Regions from separate parts of the Mus musculus genome. Here region 2 is linked to region 1. Evidence: chromatin contacts called from public HiChIP or PLAC-seq data. All regions are on one chromosome and are shown on one strand. The core of a region is the stretch at or near the end of the contact, and the rest is flanking DNA. Distances in the headings are between cores, read along the strand shown. Region 1 overlaps Emilin2 (elastin microfibril interfacer 2). Region 2 has its middle 13 kb from the start of Smchd1.

The links. HiChIP or PLAC-seq counts read pairs in DNA pulled down with a chosen protein or histone mark.
Region 2: an H3K27ac HiChIP or PLAC-seq map of the HPC-7 cell line shows a contact between it and region 1, with 10 times the contacts expected there. The contact joins two enhancer-like sites. A contact is called at or near these places in 6 of 39 promoter capture datasets (the 3T3-L1 cell line, the HPC-7 cell line, hematopoietic stem and progenitor cells and 2 more), 4 of 484 Hi-C or Micro-C datasets (brown adipocytes, granulocyte-monocyte progenitors and nephron progenitors), 4 of 115 datasets of contacts at active chromatin or transcription factors (the HPC-7 cell line, effector CD8 T cells, fetal liver and 1 more) and 1 of 9 other capture datasets (liver).

Annotation. Positions count from the first base shown.
Region 1 is chr17:71,252,448-71,258,999 of GRCm38.p6, reverse strand. Emilin2 (elastin microfibril interfacer 2) reads left to right here. Exons shown (of 8, transcript NM_145158.4): 5 at 2,308-2,676; 6 at 2,988-3,020; 7 at 3,753-3,881; 8 at 5,907-6,552. The coding sequence ends at 6,244. Among named protein-coding and RNA genes, the nearest start is that of Emilin2, 55 kb to the left of the region's middle. Within about 2 kb of position 1,714, at least 106 of the 459 cell types and tissues checked have an H3K27ac peak or open chromatin away from gene starts, as enhancers often do. A contact at or near this core is called in the HPC-7 cell line, granulocyte-monocyte progenitors and hematopoietic stem and progenitor cells, where this site is marked.
Region 2 is chr17:71,485,166-71,491,869 of GRCm38.p6, reverse strand. No RefSeq gene overlaps it. Among named protein-coding and RNA genes, the nearest start is that of Smchd1, 13 kb to the right of the region's middle. Within about 2 kb of position 1,974, at least 57 of the 459 cell types and tissues checked have an H3K27ac peak or open chromatin away from gene starts, as enhancers often do. A contact at or near this core is called in the HPC-7 cell line, granulocyte-monocyte progenitors and hematopoietic stem and progenitor cells, where this site is marked.

The sequences.
Region 1 (6,552 bases), core at 465-2,964:
ACACACAGACACACACACACACACACACACACACACACACACACACACACACACGGTGCCTGAAGGTGACAGAAGGTATCAAATCCCTGGGACTCAGAGTTGTGAGCTGTCATGTGCATGTTGGAATTGCACTTGGGTCTTCCAGAGTAGCCAGTGTTTGCAACGCCGAACCATCATTCCAGCCCTAAGATTTTTATTTTAGGTATATGAGTGTTTGTCCACATGAATGCACACACGTATCAAGTGAGTGCCTGCGTAACTGGCTTTTCACGGAGGCACTAGGGGTAGGGCTCAGGTTCTCATGCTTGCTTGGCAAAACACATTACCCATGGAGCCATCTTCCAAAATGCTCTGTGCCTTTAAGAAACCCACCTCCTTCATTTCTTCTCTCTCCCATCTTACCCATTTCCCAGAAAAGTCTCTCCCCTCCTGATTTCACATCCTGTTTCTGTTTTTGAGATAGGGTCTCACCATGTTGCCTAAACCTGACTGTTCACCAGGCAGGCCTTGAACTCACAGAGGTCCTCCTGCCTCTCCCTCTTGAGTGCTGGAGTTAAAGGCAGGCACCACCACAATTGGCTTATGACCTTTCAGGGGAAAAAAAAAAGTCCATATTCACAAGGGGTTGAGGAAAAGGCTCAGAAGTGCCAAGTATGGGCAAAGACTAGTGAAGACCCAGAACTCTTATAAATGCCTGTAATTCTAGCCTCAGATGGTAGAGACAGGATATCTATCCCCAGAGCAAGCTGGCTAGCAAGACGAGCTCTATCAGTGTGCACAAAGTTTGATCGAGAGAACCTGCCCCCGCGAGGAATGGGGAGCCACTGAGGCTGGTTCAATATTAACCTCCAGCTTCTACTTTGTTTACACAAAGGTACCACATACAGAGGATGCATCCATGCACATCACATATAGGAAAAAATGGAAATAGATTTCATATGTGAGGAAACTGTGCCATCAACTGCCAACAGCCCCTCAACATAATTTTCTATATTATAAAATATATCCAAGTTCTTTTCAGTTCTGTGTTTAAAATATTAGCACATTTTCTTCTGGAACTTCCTTGCTTCCTGGTAGCCCTGGGCTGGTCTTTCTCTGGACGTGCCTGCAGGCACAGGGCTTTCCATCTCTGTCTTCCCCACATTCCAGGATAACCTTTAACCTTTGTCCTGTGAAAGACCCTCAACTCTGTTTTCATGGCTTCATCCCTTGTTTCTGTGGAATGCAGGCACAGGCTGGCCTAGAACCTGTGACCCTCCTGCCTTGCTCATTCCATCACATCTGCTTACTGCCTGCACCCACATCGGGGTCATCCAGATGTTTCCCTTAGGAGAACTGACATGGAGACTACTGGAATTATTTTCTGTGGAGCCTATTCTGAAAATTGATCAGAAAACGGCTGAGAAATAACTTTTCGGGAGGACGTTTTGATCATCGGCTCTTGGGTGGAAGGAGGGCACGTATTTCATGTACAATATATATTTTATAGAACTTTAAAGCAACTCTAGACAGTGGGCCAAAATGCAGTGGCTGATGGAGCCTCACATGGTCCAGCTCTATGTCCTGGGACATATGAGGCACCAGACTAATGAAAGAGGAAGGTGCTCTCTGCATTCGCGAGCAGTATGTTTTCAGATGTCTTGTGAGCACGTAGCAAGGGGTCTTTAGAATGCTAGTTCCAGGAATGTATTCAGAGGAAGGAAAGGGTGGCAGCTCTTGGCTGAGTCACTGTGGTGGCCACCTCAGACAGGCAGAAACACCCGAAACAGGAGATTGCTCCACTGGTGATCTGAAAGTGTGGTGTTTCTTTGGGGTCTTTGTAGGGGCAACCAAGGTTCCTGACACCTGATGGGGAAGTCAAGGGGTCTTCATGACAGCCCTTCTTCACAAGCCAGCGGTGAGGCCAGTGGCCTGACGCTGAGGCTAGCTTGCTTTAGAGGTTGTAGTAGTGGTGGCATTAGCCTCGTGGTAATGTGACTCATCCATGACAAGAGTATGCGTTGAAAGGACACGTGTATTGGAGCCTGAATCGCACTGTTTTGGAGTGTTGCCATCTACCTCGAGGTGGCCCCTGCTGTCTTCCCAGCTCTCCGTGGGTAGTCAGTGGCAGCTTGGCTGGAGTTCCTTCAGAAGATGCCAGGCAAACTGTCCCAGGCTCTAGTACTGTTTATGTCCCATTGGAGAGAGCGCCTCAGCTACACAGGCACAGCCATTTGTAGTCGACCAAGTGACACTGATCAAAGGTCATGGAAGCCTTACACAGGGGACCTGGAGACATTTGAACATTGTTTTCTTTCTCACTTCTAGCAGAGGAACCCTCAGAAGCAACCGAGGGACCGTCTGGGAAGACTCCCCTAGAATCCACCAGACCTTCAGAGGAGGCCCCCACTGAACCACCCCGGCTGACCCCACTGCCAGAAGACCCTGCAGGACCACCACAGACAGGCCAGCAGCCAGTATTGCCCCAGAGGCCCCTGCAGCCACCACCTTTGCCTGCCTGGCCTGGTCGCACGGGGTTGCCCTTCTTGCCTGGCTCTAGTGGCGTCATCATGGAGACTGGAGAGGCGGGGCCTCCAGGCAGGATGGGCGTGTCCGGAAGGGGCCTGCCTCGGGGAGTGGATGGCCAGATGGGGCAGGGGCCCATTCATAGCTCGGAAGGCTATGCAGGGGCACCAGGTAAGTCTGCCCTGCAGATGACACATGATGGCAGACTGTTCTAGCCTTGCCCGTTGGTGTGTTCTGTGGGTCCGGAGTTCCACCTTTGGGGGACAAAGTTCAGGAAGGTAGCTTCCGAAGGGCACGAGAGTTCAGAGGAGCCTCTTTTTTGCTTATTTGACATGTGGGTATCAGGAGCACAAAACCCAGGGAAGGGTGAGAATAGTGAGGTTGACATAGCCAGAATTGGGGACTACAGCCATCCCGGAAGGGAGAAAGAGGTCTGGAAAATATCTGTGCAGGACTTGACATTCCACTCTCTTTGTTTTCAGGCTACCCCAAGTCACCTCCTGTAACCACCCCAGGTATGTCTATGCGGATCCCTGCTCTCCTTGGTGGTCTCAGCCCTGCATTTCCTGTCTCCTCCCTTGGGGCTGCTGACATGGGTAGACAGCCTGGAGCCTAGGCCCTTCCACACCTAGCAGACACCCTGGTCTTGGTCTCTGTGGACTGAACCCCTAGAGAGACTCAGAGGCAGGAATTCTCCCTCCTACATGGTCTCTGTTCATGTTTCCCAAGGGGAGGCTGGGTGGGCTGTACCCTGTGTGGTCCTGATGAGTTTTACTGGCTTACAAGCCAGCAGCTCCCTAGATGATTCTCTATGGGCCCAGCATCAGCTCCTGATGGATGCAGTTAGGCAGCACACAGCAGCCTCACCTTCCATTCTCATTCTCTCTCTCTCCTCTCTCTCTCTCTCTCTCTCTCTCTCTCTCTCTCTCTCTCTCTCTCTCAGTGCACAGCAACCTCACCTTCCATTCTCATTCTCTCTCTCTCTCTCTCTCTCTGTCTCTCTGTCTCTGTCTCTCTCTCTCTCTCTCTCACACACACACACACACACACACACACACACACACACGCACTCGCACATGTGCGTGCAGGCACACTACGCAGACAATCCCTTTGAGGCTTTCGTATGCAGTTTGTGTGTCTCACACATTTGTCCAGTTTCTCTGTACTAGCCCTTGGTCTGCCAAGGGGAGTCTCTGGACTTTCAGAAGATAGGCAGGTCCACATGCTCTGGCTTCTCTCTGCCCTAGGGGTGCCGCTGCCCACTCTGGTGTCCTTTTCAGCCGGTCTTACCCAGAAGCCTTTTCCCAGCGATGGAGGCGTTGTTCTCTTCAATAAGGTGCTGGTGAACGATGGGGATGTATACAACCCCAACACTGGTGAGTATCTACAGTGGAATTCTGTCTGGCTCCACGGAGGCTGGGGAGAACCTAAGCTGGGCAGTGGATTGCCACCAGACCTCTAATTCTTGGGCTGCAGCGTGGGAGGGCAGCACATGGCCTCACTATACTTTTGGAACTGCCGCTCAATTCTTAATGGTTATTATTATTTTTTTTTTTTTTTGCCAGCTATGACCCGTCACACCCCAGCCCCCTCTCCTCCATCCGCCCCCTAGCGGCCATCAAGCATGCTTTCTCTATGAATGTTCAGAGGCAGGGACTCCCTTCAGAATCTTGTTTTTATGATGAGCCAAAAAAGGGGGGGGGGCTGTGTTCTCTCCAGAAGGGACTGAGGCTAGTTAGTGTGTGGGGCCTCACATACCGAGACAGAATTAAACAGTGGACTTTGGAAGGTGCCTGTAGCACCCATGCCTATTCTAGGGAACCCTGGAGACTGTGGAAGGAGCTGCTAGGAGCTCCGACAGCACAGCCATCTTGCCCTTCCTCTGGCTTGTGGTGTCTCACCTGTCCCCAGACCATCTCCTGATAGTCACACACGAGTTTTTCCTACCCCTTAAAGGGTAATTCTCTGTCTGGACTATGTGGCAACCCTCTGAGGCTCATGGTGGGGTTCGAGCCTTTTCCCCCCTCCTTGCCTTTAGCAGCCATTGCTCTCATATAGGCATGGCCTTCGCAGGGAGGGTGAGGGTTCTGGCCATCTTCTTGGTAATCTTTAGCCATTCCTTCTACAACTCCAAGCCTGGTTCCCCTCTGGCTAAGTCACGCTGGTTCTGATAAAGTCACTGGCAGACCTCCAAGAAAGCAGCCAGGTATCCCAGGCTGCCAAGCTTTGCTCCAAACAACCTTTCTAATCTATGCTTCAAGGGTTTGGGCCAGAGTTGGGGGTTTTGACTGGGAGTGAGGGGACTCTTTCCCTTTGGCTACGTTGGTTGTGGGGACCCCCCTGTCCACTCACACAGGCTGGTGATCTTTACGAGCAGGCTGGGACTATGAAGGAAATTCCAGGAGGCCCTTGAGCTAGGCTTGCCCCTGTTAGACAGGCGAATGGAAGCTTGGCTCAGTACACTGGGGCCTGAACAAGATTCTAGGAGTTATAATCAGGATACTATTTAAATAGTAAGCATGGAAGGGGCAGGGTGGACCCAGGCATACTTGAAGGCTAGACTCTTAAATGGGTCTTTTGTTTCAGGACCCTAATTTCATGGTGACATCTAGCTGTTGAGTATGAAGGCCTGATACCCCTACCCACTCCTGGGTAGTCCATCTCTAGACACTTCCTTTGCCTTCCAGATTATATGGGCCCTGGGGTTAGAAGACAGTGGGGCTTCTGGCTACAAGTGAATATGACCTACACCCAAGAGGCTGATTCTTTTATAGATGAGGAGGGTTAGCGTGGCCTCCTAAGGCTGCTGTCTAAGAGATTTAGGAAGGTTGTAACTTGGCAGGGGCTGGGCCTTGGTCCCAAGTCTCCAGGTCACACATGCCACATACATGGCAGACCAGAAATGTTGGTCAAATTGGCTGCTGTCCCAGTAGGGCCGTGGCTGGCTTCTGTTTCCTGGACTGTTGTAAATTTAGGCAAGAATTACTCTTAGTCCTGGGGTATTGGAGGTCTTACTCTTTGGATGTTACAAGCCCAGGACAGTTGGCTCTGAAATGAAGAGTGGCCCAAGTCTGTGGTTTGCATGTGTGAGAGGCCACACTGGGGCTGTTATGTGCATGGTAGAAAGCCTGTCTAGAATGCACCTGTCACTGGGGGGGGGGCGGTGATATTCATTCTGGGAACAGAGATGTGAGTAGGTGGTACACTCTCAAGTCAGCCTTCCTTCTACAGGTTTGGTGACTAAGCATCTTGACCTATCCAAGTCAATGGGTGCTAAAACCCAGGGGGCAATCGGTGGCAATCTCAAGTGGCCTTGTGTGAGATGGGTCCAAGGTAGTCTGAAGCCAGGGTGTGGGCGTCAAAGACACCAGATCAGCTCACCTGTGTCTGGCTTTTTGTAGGGATCTTCACCGCACCATACGACGGGCGCTACTTGATCACAGCCACCCTCACCCCTGAGAGAGACACCTATGTGGAAGCCGTCCTGTCTGTCTCCAACGCCAGTGTTGCCCAGCTGCACACGGCTGGGTACAGGAGAGAGTTCCTGGAATACCATCGTCCCCCTGGGGCTGTGCATACCTGTGGGGGCCCGGGGGCCTTCCACCTCATTGTGCACTTGAAGGCAGGAGATGGAGTCAATGTTGTGGTGACTGGGGGCAGACTGGCTCACACAGACTTTGATGAAATGTACTCCACCTTCAGTGGTGTTTTCTTGTACCCTTTCCTTTCTCACCTCTAGGGAGACCAGGAAGGGAAGAAAGGCTGTGAAAACTCCAAAGCTTTAATATATTTGGTTTATGTAACTGGAGCACTGATCTAGCTTGCTGCACACACTCTGCCTGCCCCCAGGATAAAAGCCTGCCATCCCTCGTTTCCAGACAGCTGTGGAAGTGACACATGGTTACTTCTGTCACTGGACAACCAGAAGACTCGTTATGTCCCCTTGGCTGGAAGCTGGCTTCTCCTGTGCCGCCTATAAGCCAGCTCTGCTCGAAGTTCTTGGGTTGAATCTACTTGGTGCTGTTCCGACTGGCCTGGGCCTGATGC
Region 2 (6,704 bases), core at 725-3,224, 230 kb before region 1:
TGGTCTCAAGTTTAGTGATCTCAGCTTTCCACTTCAGTCTCCAAGTAGCTGGGACTAAGTATTCTACTTTTTAAAATGTATCCAAAAAAGAAATAAAAGAAAGTAAAAATAAATAAATAAAAATTAAACTTCTCTAGGATAAAAGTCTTAAAATCTGGGAGTGATACTACATGCTTGTCATCCCAGAATTTGGGTGGCTAAGGTAGCCAAGATCTGAAGTTTGAGGCCAGCCTGGGATCCTGTCTTACACTTGCACGTGTGTGTGTGTGTGTGTGTGTGTGTGTGTGTGTGTGTGTGTGTGTATGCAAAGGCGGCCTGGAGAGAATTTAGACTGAAGGTAAATAACCTGAATCCCAGAGAACTTAGAGCAGCTTTTCTGCTTCTCAGTCTTAGGTAAATATTTTAGTGAGGCCTCGGGGCTAGTGAGCTGGTTCAGTGGGTCAAAGGTGCTGCTCTCCAAGTCTGGTAACCTGAGTTTGATCTCCAGAAACCACGTAGCAGTGGAAGGAGCAAAGCAGTTCTGCCAAGTATTCTAGAAATCAAACCCTTGTCCAAGAAGCTGAATTGAGCAAAATGGTGACATGAACAAAGCAAAAGAAACTAAATGTTATGCAACTTTAGCTCTCACGTCGCCAAGGAACATAACACTAACCCAGGGTACGGTGTCATGGGACAGGAAGATAAGAGTAAATGTGGGCTGGTAAAATGGCTGAGTGTGTGGGTCGGTGGGTGGATGGGTGGTTGGGTGAGTGGGTGGGTGGAGAACAGGATGTGCCAAGGCTGTGAAAGTCTGTAACCCTGGAGCTGCTTATCCTTCATAGACTCTCCAGCCTCGGAATGAAAGAGAGAGATAAGCTTTAAAGCAAGCCACTTCACCCACTAGAGCCTAGCAGGGTTAAAATACAACTAGAGAAAGTAGCCTGTAACGGCTCATTGAGGGAAGGGAAGAGTTAGGTGATCTCTCCTGAGAAAGGACGAAAACACAGCCTGTTCAGGAGCCAAAGAGGCCACCTCATGGGGCTGGAGAGAGAGCTCAGTGGTTAAGGGCACTGGCTCCTCTTGCAGAGAACTCTGGTTCAGTTCACAGCCTTCCCATGGTGACTCACAACCATCTGTAACTGCAGTTCCACGGGATCTGACACCGACTTTAGGTCTCCACAGGCACTGTGCACACATGGTACACTTACATAAATGCAGTGCAAACATTCATACACACAAAAATAAAACTTTTTTTTTAAAAACAAGGCCATCTTGGAGAACATTGGGGGTTCTCTATCTTTAAAAAGAATATAGCCAGTTGTACATATCTGTGATTCCAGCACCCCAAAGGCTGGTACAGGAGGATATCCCCCAGTTTCAGTCCAGCCTGGACTATATAGTGAGACCCTATCTCAAAAAGCAAAACAAATCAAGAAAATACAAACCACAGGAGATTAAGCAGATGTGTAAAATATTTGTTGTGTAGGCACGACGACCTGAGTTCAGATCCCTAGCACCCTCATAAAAAGCCAGGCATGGTGGGGTGTCTCTAACCCCAGTGCTGGGGGTTTGGACAGACAAGTGGATCCTGGAGCTGATTGGCTAGTCCACATAGCTCATCTGTGAGCGACAGATCCAGGAGAAACCCTGTTTCAGAAAATCTGATGAAGAGAGATAAAGGAAGATACCTCCAGTGGGCCTCTGACCTCCATGTGCCTGCACACACGTGCATGAACACAAACATGCACACAAAAGACTCAAACAGCAGTGTGCTACCAGAGGGATGAACGAATCCTTTATTAGGAAAACAAATCCTTTATTACTGTGGTGATTTGAATAGGTATGGCCCCCGTAGACTCATGTCTTTGAATGCTCGGCCTACAGGGAGTGGCACTATCAGCAGGCATGGCCTTGTGGGAGTAGGTATGGCCTTGTTGGAGGAAGTGTGTCACTCTGGGAGCAGGCTTTGAGGTTTCCCTATGCCCAAACTACACCCAGTGTGGCAGACAGTCTACTTCTGCTTTGTGGAGATCAAGTTGTAGAACTCTCAGTTCCTTTTCCAGAGCCGTGTCTGCCTGGATGCTGTCATGCTTCCTGTCATGATGATAATGGACTCAACCTCTGAAACTCAGCCAGGCCCAATTAAATGTTTTTCTCTATAAGGGTTACCATGGTTACGGTGTCTCTTCAGCGTCACAGGTAGAAAAGTATCTTCTCGTAGTACACTCAGACCCTGAATTGCCTCCTACCTCCTCCTCCAGACTGCTGGGATCACAGGCATATAACACCAAACCTGGTTTATTCAGCATCTTTGGAGTGCGTCGGCTTTGAATGTGAAATGTCCCCTTGGAGGATCATGTGTTGAATGCTTGGTCCCCAGCTGATGGTGCTGTGTGGGAAGGTGATGGAAGCTTTAGGTGACACCTGGTTGGTGGAAGTATGTCACTAGAGTGACAATGGCCATGTAGGCTATACCTGGTGCCTTCCTACTGTTTTTATCACGAGGTGACTTAGCTTCTGCCACACGGCATTCAGGAGTAAGTTCAAGTTTAGAAGACAGGAAAAGAATTCCAGATCATTTCTTCCCCAACACCTTCATTCTTTCCATCATGAAAGAAATGCAGAAAAGTGTTCTCTTGAATGTTTAATTTTCAGGAGAGAAGGAAAAGATGTTGGATTGAGTTAGGCTAGACCTGGAGTTGACTAAGAGAAGGGGAAATGGCTAATCCTGGCATACCAGGTGACACAGGGATGGAAGGGGCCAAACAGGGAGTAGGGGGTGGGAGCAAGTCATAGATAAAACAAGTCCAGGGGGCTGGAGAGATGGCTCAGCAGTTAAGAGCACCGACTGCTCTTCCAGAGGTCCTGAGTTCGATTCCCAGCAACCACATGGTGGCTCACAACCATCTGTAATGGGATCTGATGCCCTCTTCTGGTGTGTCTGAAGAGAGCAATGGTATACTCATATACATAAAATAAATAAATAAATCTTAACAAAAAACAAAACAAGTCCAGAAGCTCACAACCTGCGGGGTTATTGGGAGGTGAATCATAGACTAAAAACTACAGATGGGATGTCTAGAAGAAAATTTCCATCCATGGCAAAGAAAGGGACTAGGGGATAGGGGTGTGGCCTAGTTATAGAGTACTTGCCTGGCATGCTTGAAACCCTGTTTGATCCCCAACACCCATAAGATGGGTGTGATGGTTTGAATGAGAATGAGCCTGCCCCCAAAGGCTCATATACTTGAACATTTTGCACACACACACACACACACACACACACACACACGCATGCGCGCGCACACACGCACATACACACACGCACACACGCACACACACACACACGCACACAGACAGGCACACACGCACGCACGCACACACACACACACACACACACACGCCATTGGCGGAACTGACTGAGAAGAATTAGGAGGTGTATTACTGGATGTGGGCTTTGAAGTTTCAAAAGCTCACATGATTCCCAGTTGTGTCTCAAGATGTGAGCTCTCAGCTACTGCTCCAGTGCCAGTCTTGCCTACCTGTTTCCATGTTCCCTGCCATGATAGTCATGGACTGACTCGTCCCCTGAAAATTTAAGCCCCAAATCAAACATTTTCTTCTACAGTTGCCTTGTTCTTGGTGCCTTATCACAGCAATAGAAAAGTAACTAAGATATTAGGTATGGTTGCATCCACCTGAAGTCTCAGCACTATAAGGGCAATGAATTCAATGGTAATCTGGGCTACATGGTTAATTTGAAGCCTGCCTGGGCCAAATAAGGATTAAAAAAGGTGGGGGGGGGTGGTGGTAAAAGAGAAGAAGAGAAGGAACTGGGGGATTTAATCAAGTAGAAGACATCTAATAATCAAGACCGCTTCAAAGCTAGCTCATCTCTAGCCCAAACTTGGGAAGCACAGGATTACTCGGTTTAAATTCAGACGTTTAAGAACAACTAGAGCAATGCAGTAAAATTTCACTTCAATACATACATACATACATACATACATACATACATAGCACTTGGGAGGTAGAGGCAGGCAGATCTCTGTGAGTTCAAGGCCAGCCTTAGTAGAACTAGTTTCTGGACAACTAGGGCTATACAGAGAAATCTTATCTTGAAAAACCAAAACCAAACAAACTAATAAAATGGTATGGAAAGCTGGCTCAAGTTAAGAGCAAACATACAGGGAGTTTTCACAACTGCTTGTAACTTCAGCCCCAGTGAATACAAATCCCTCCTCTGGCCTCTATGGACACCTACATGCATACCTACATGTGTGCATACAAAACACACACACACACACACAGCACACACACACACAAATAAAAATTAATGAAAATTGGAGACTGGAGAGATGGCTCAGTGGTTAAGAGCACTGGTGTGTTTTCCAGGGAACCTGGGTTCCCAACCTACATGTAGTTTACCACTGTCTGTAACTCCAGTTCCAACGGATCTGGCACCCTCACACTCACATACACAGGCAAAACACCAATGCACATAAAATAAACCTTTTAAAAATTAATTTAAAATAAATAAACCTCAGTAGCCATAGGAAAGACCATATACCAAACCATATTTGTCATTGAACTTATGAATAACTGATGAAGGAATATCTTAATAAGGTCAAGAGAAGAAGGCCTTGTTATAAGGTCTCCTGCAAATTGACCAACCAAGGAACTAGTCATTTTGGTACAAATGCAGACTAGCCTTCATTATGTTTGGTTAGAATCATGCTTCCATGCCCAAAGGAAAACAGCATTTATCACCATTATCAAAGTTTTCTCACCGAGCAGTGGTGGCACACGCCTTTAATCCCAGCACTTGGAAGGCAGAGGCAGGTGGATTTCTGAGTTCGAGGCCAGCTTGGTCTACAAAGTGAGTTCCAGGACAGCCAGGACTACACAGAGAAACCCTGGCTTGAAAAAACAAAACAACAAAAAAACCAAAAAAAACAAAAAACAAAGTTTTCTCAGTCCTGGTTAGAGTCCAGGGTGCTGTTTGGGGGCATGGTCATGTGGGCTAAAGAGCTACAGAAAAGCCAAGTGGGGCTGTAGCTCCGGAAGCGGCACTCCATGAAAAATGCATGCAGGGCAGAGGGAACTGGGAGCTCTGACTTGTGTGGCGCCTGATGACGTCCAGAGCTGTTAAACATCTAAGGCAAAGTTTTCCTCCCACCCCCTCTGGCTGTTTCACACTTCACAGCTCTCTTCTGGGAGAAATTTAGAGGCTTGGGGGGCAAAGGGGAGAGAGCAAGACAATTACACCTTTAAGAGCCCTCTATCCTCTCTTCATTCTGTACTTGGTTTTGAAGCAATGAACGTTAAGGAATGCAGCTTTGAGTCGGAAGCAGCATTTAGGTTTTAGACTTGCAAAGCTGAAACAATATGCTATTTAAGGTCAACTGTTTCTTTTTTTCTCTTTTTTTAGGTTGAGTTCACAAACAGGAGGAGGGACACACCCAGCTGCTGTCGAAGCAGGAAACAGTTGTTCTAAAACCGAAAGGGGCTTGGGGGAAGCATAAAAACTCAGAGTAGCTCTGCTTTTTTCTGGGTAGCTTGCCTTTCCAGGTGGGCCTTTCTGTGTGTTACCAAGGATGGAGATGGTTGGCTCTCTTGTAACCATGTCCTCTAGAAAAGCCTAACTGAGATCACCTTTCAGAAGTGTTAGGAGCTAAGTCCAAGGAGACAGTCAGTCGAGGGGCGCTTAGAAGAGCTGCAGTCACTTCAAGCTAGAGGATGGCTAAAAGGGGAACTGGCCTGAGCTTGGCAAAGCTCCACTCGGTGTGGGCTCATTTAACTCTAATAAAACGTACAGTCTTTGAGGAATGCCGGAAAGGAGACTGTTCACCTCTCATATTTCCTGTAGCCATGCGTAACTAAATGACGTGCACAGGTATTGTGTATTTGGCTTCCGGAGATGCTGTATTCACTGCCACAGTCCTGTGAGAACCAGCTTGTTTTCACAGAAAGCAGGACTTCTCTTTTAGGAAACCGAAACCTAGACGAGAAACAACTCAGACCGCAGAGGGGTACTGCTTTCTTTCTGCTGCCATGGGACAGCATCTGAAATAATGTGCGGATGAGTGCAGCTACCTGAGAGATGAGGAGCGTAAGCTACAGAGTGCTCAGACTGTCAAATGTTCTATTGTTCTTTAAAAAGGGTTTAAACCCGGCTGGGCACCTCCCCTCACTCTGACAGCTCTCCTACCAAGTAAAATTGGCCTCAGCTAGCAATAGTTTATTAAACCCAAAAGTAAAACTGGTTGAATTTCAAAAGAAAACCCCAGTTCTGAGAAGCATTAACCTTATTGTAATGTGAAACAAGAGGAAGGTCTCATGTCGCTCGCTCTTCTCATCCTACAGCACCCAGGCAATGCTAACTCAGGCAAGCATTAATACTGACAGGCAGGACATGAAGACCCTCACACGTCAATATATATTTGTTCAAAGAAAAATGGGCATGAAGGCTCACCCCTGTAATCCTGTAAATCCGGAGATGGAGGCAGGAGGATCAGGGGTTGGCGGCCATCCTCATTACATGTTGAGTTGAGTCCAGACTGGGTTACAAGAGAACCTGCCTCAGTCGATCAAATAAGATTTTTATTTTCTTAATTAAGTTTCTGGTCTGCAACAAAATTGAAAAGAAGTTTGATGCTCCTCCCATCCTGCCAGTTTTTGCCTCCCCATGGTTCCTATCCTTTACCAGAACAATACATTCGTTA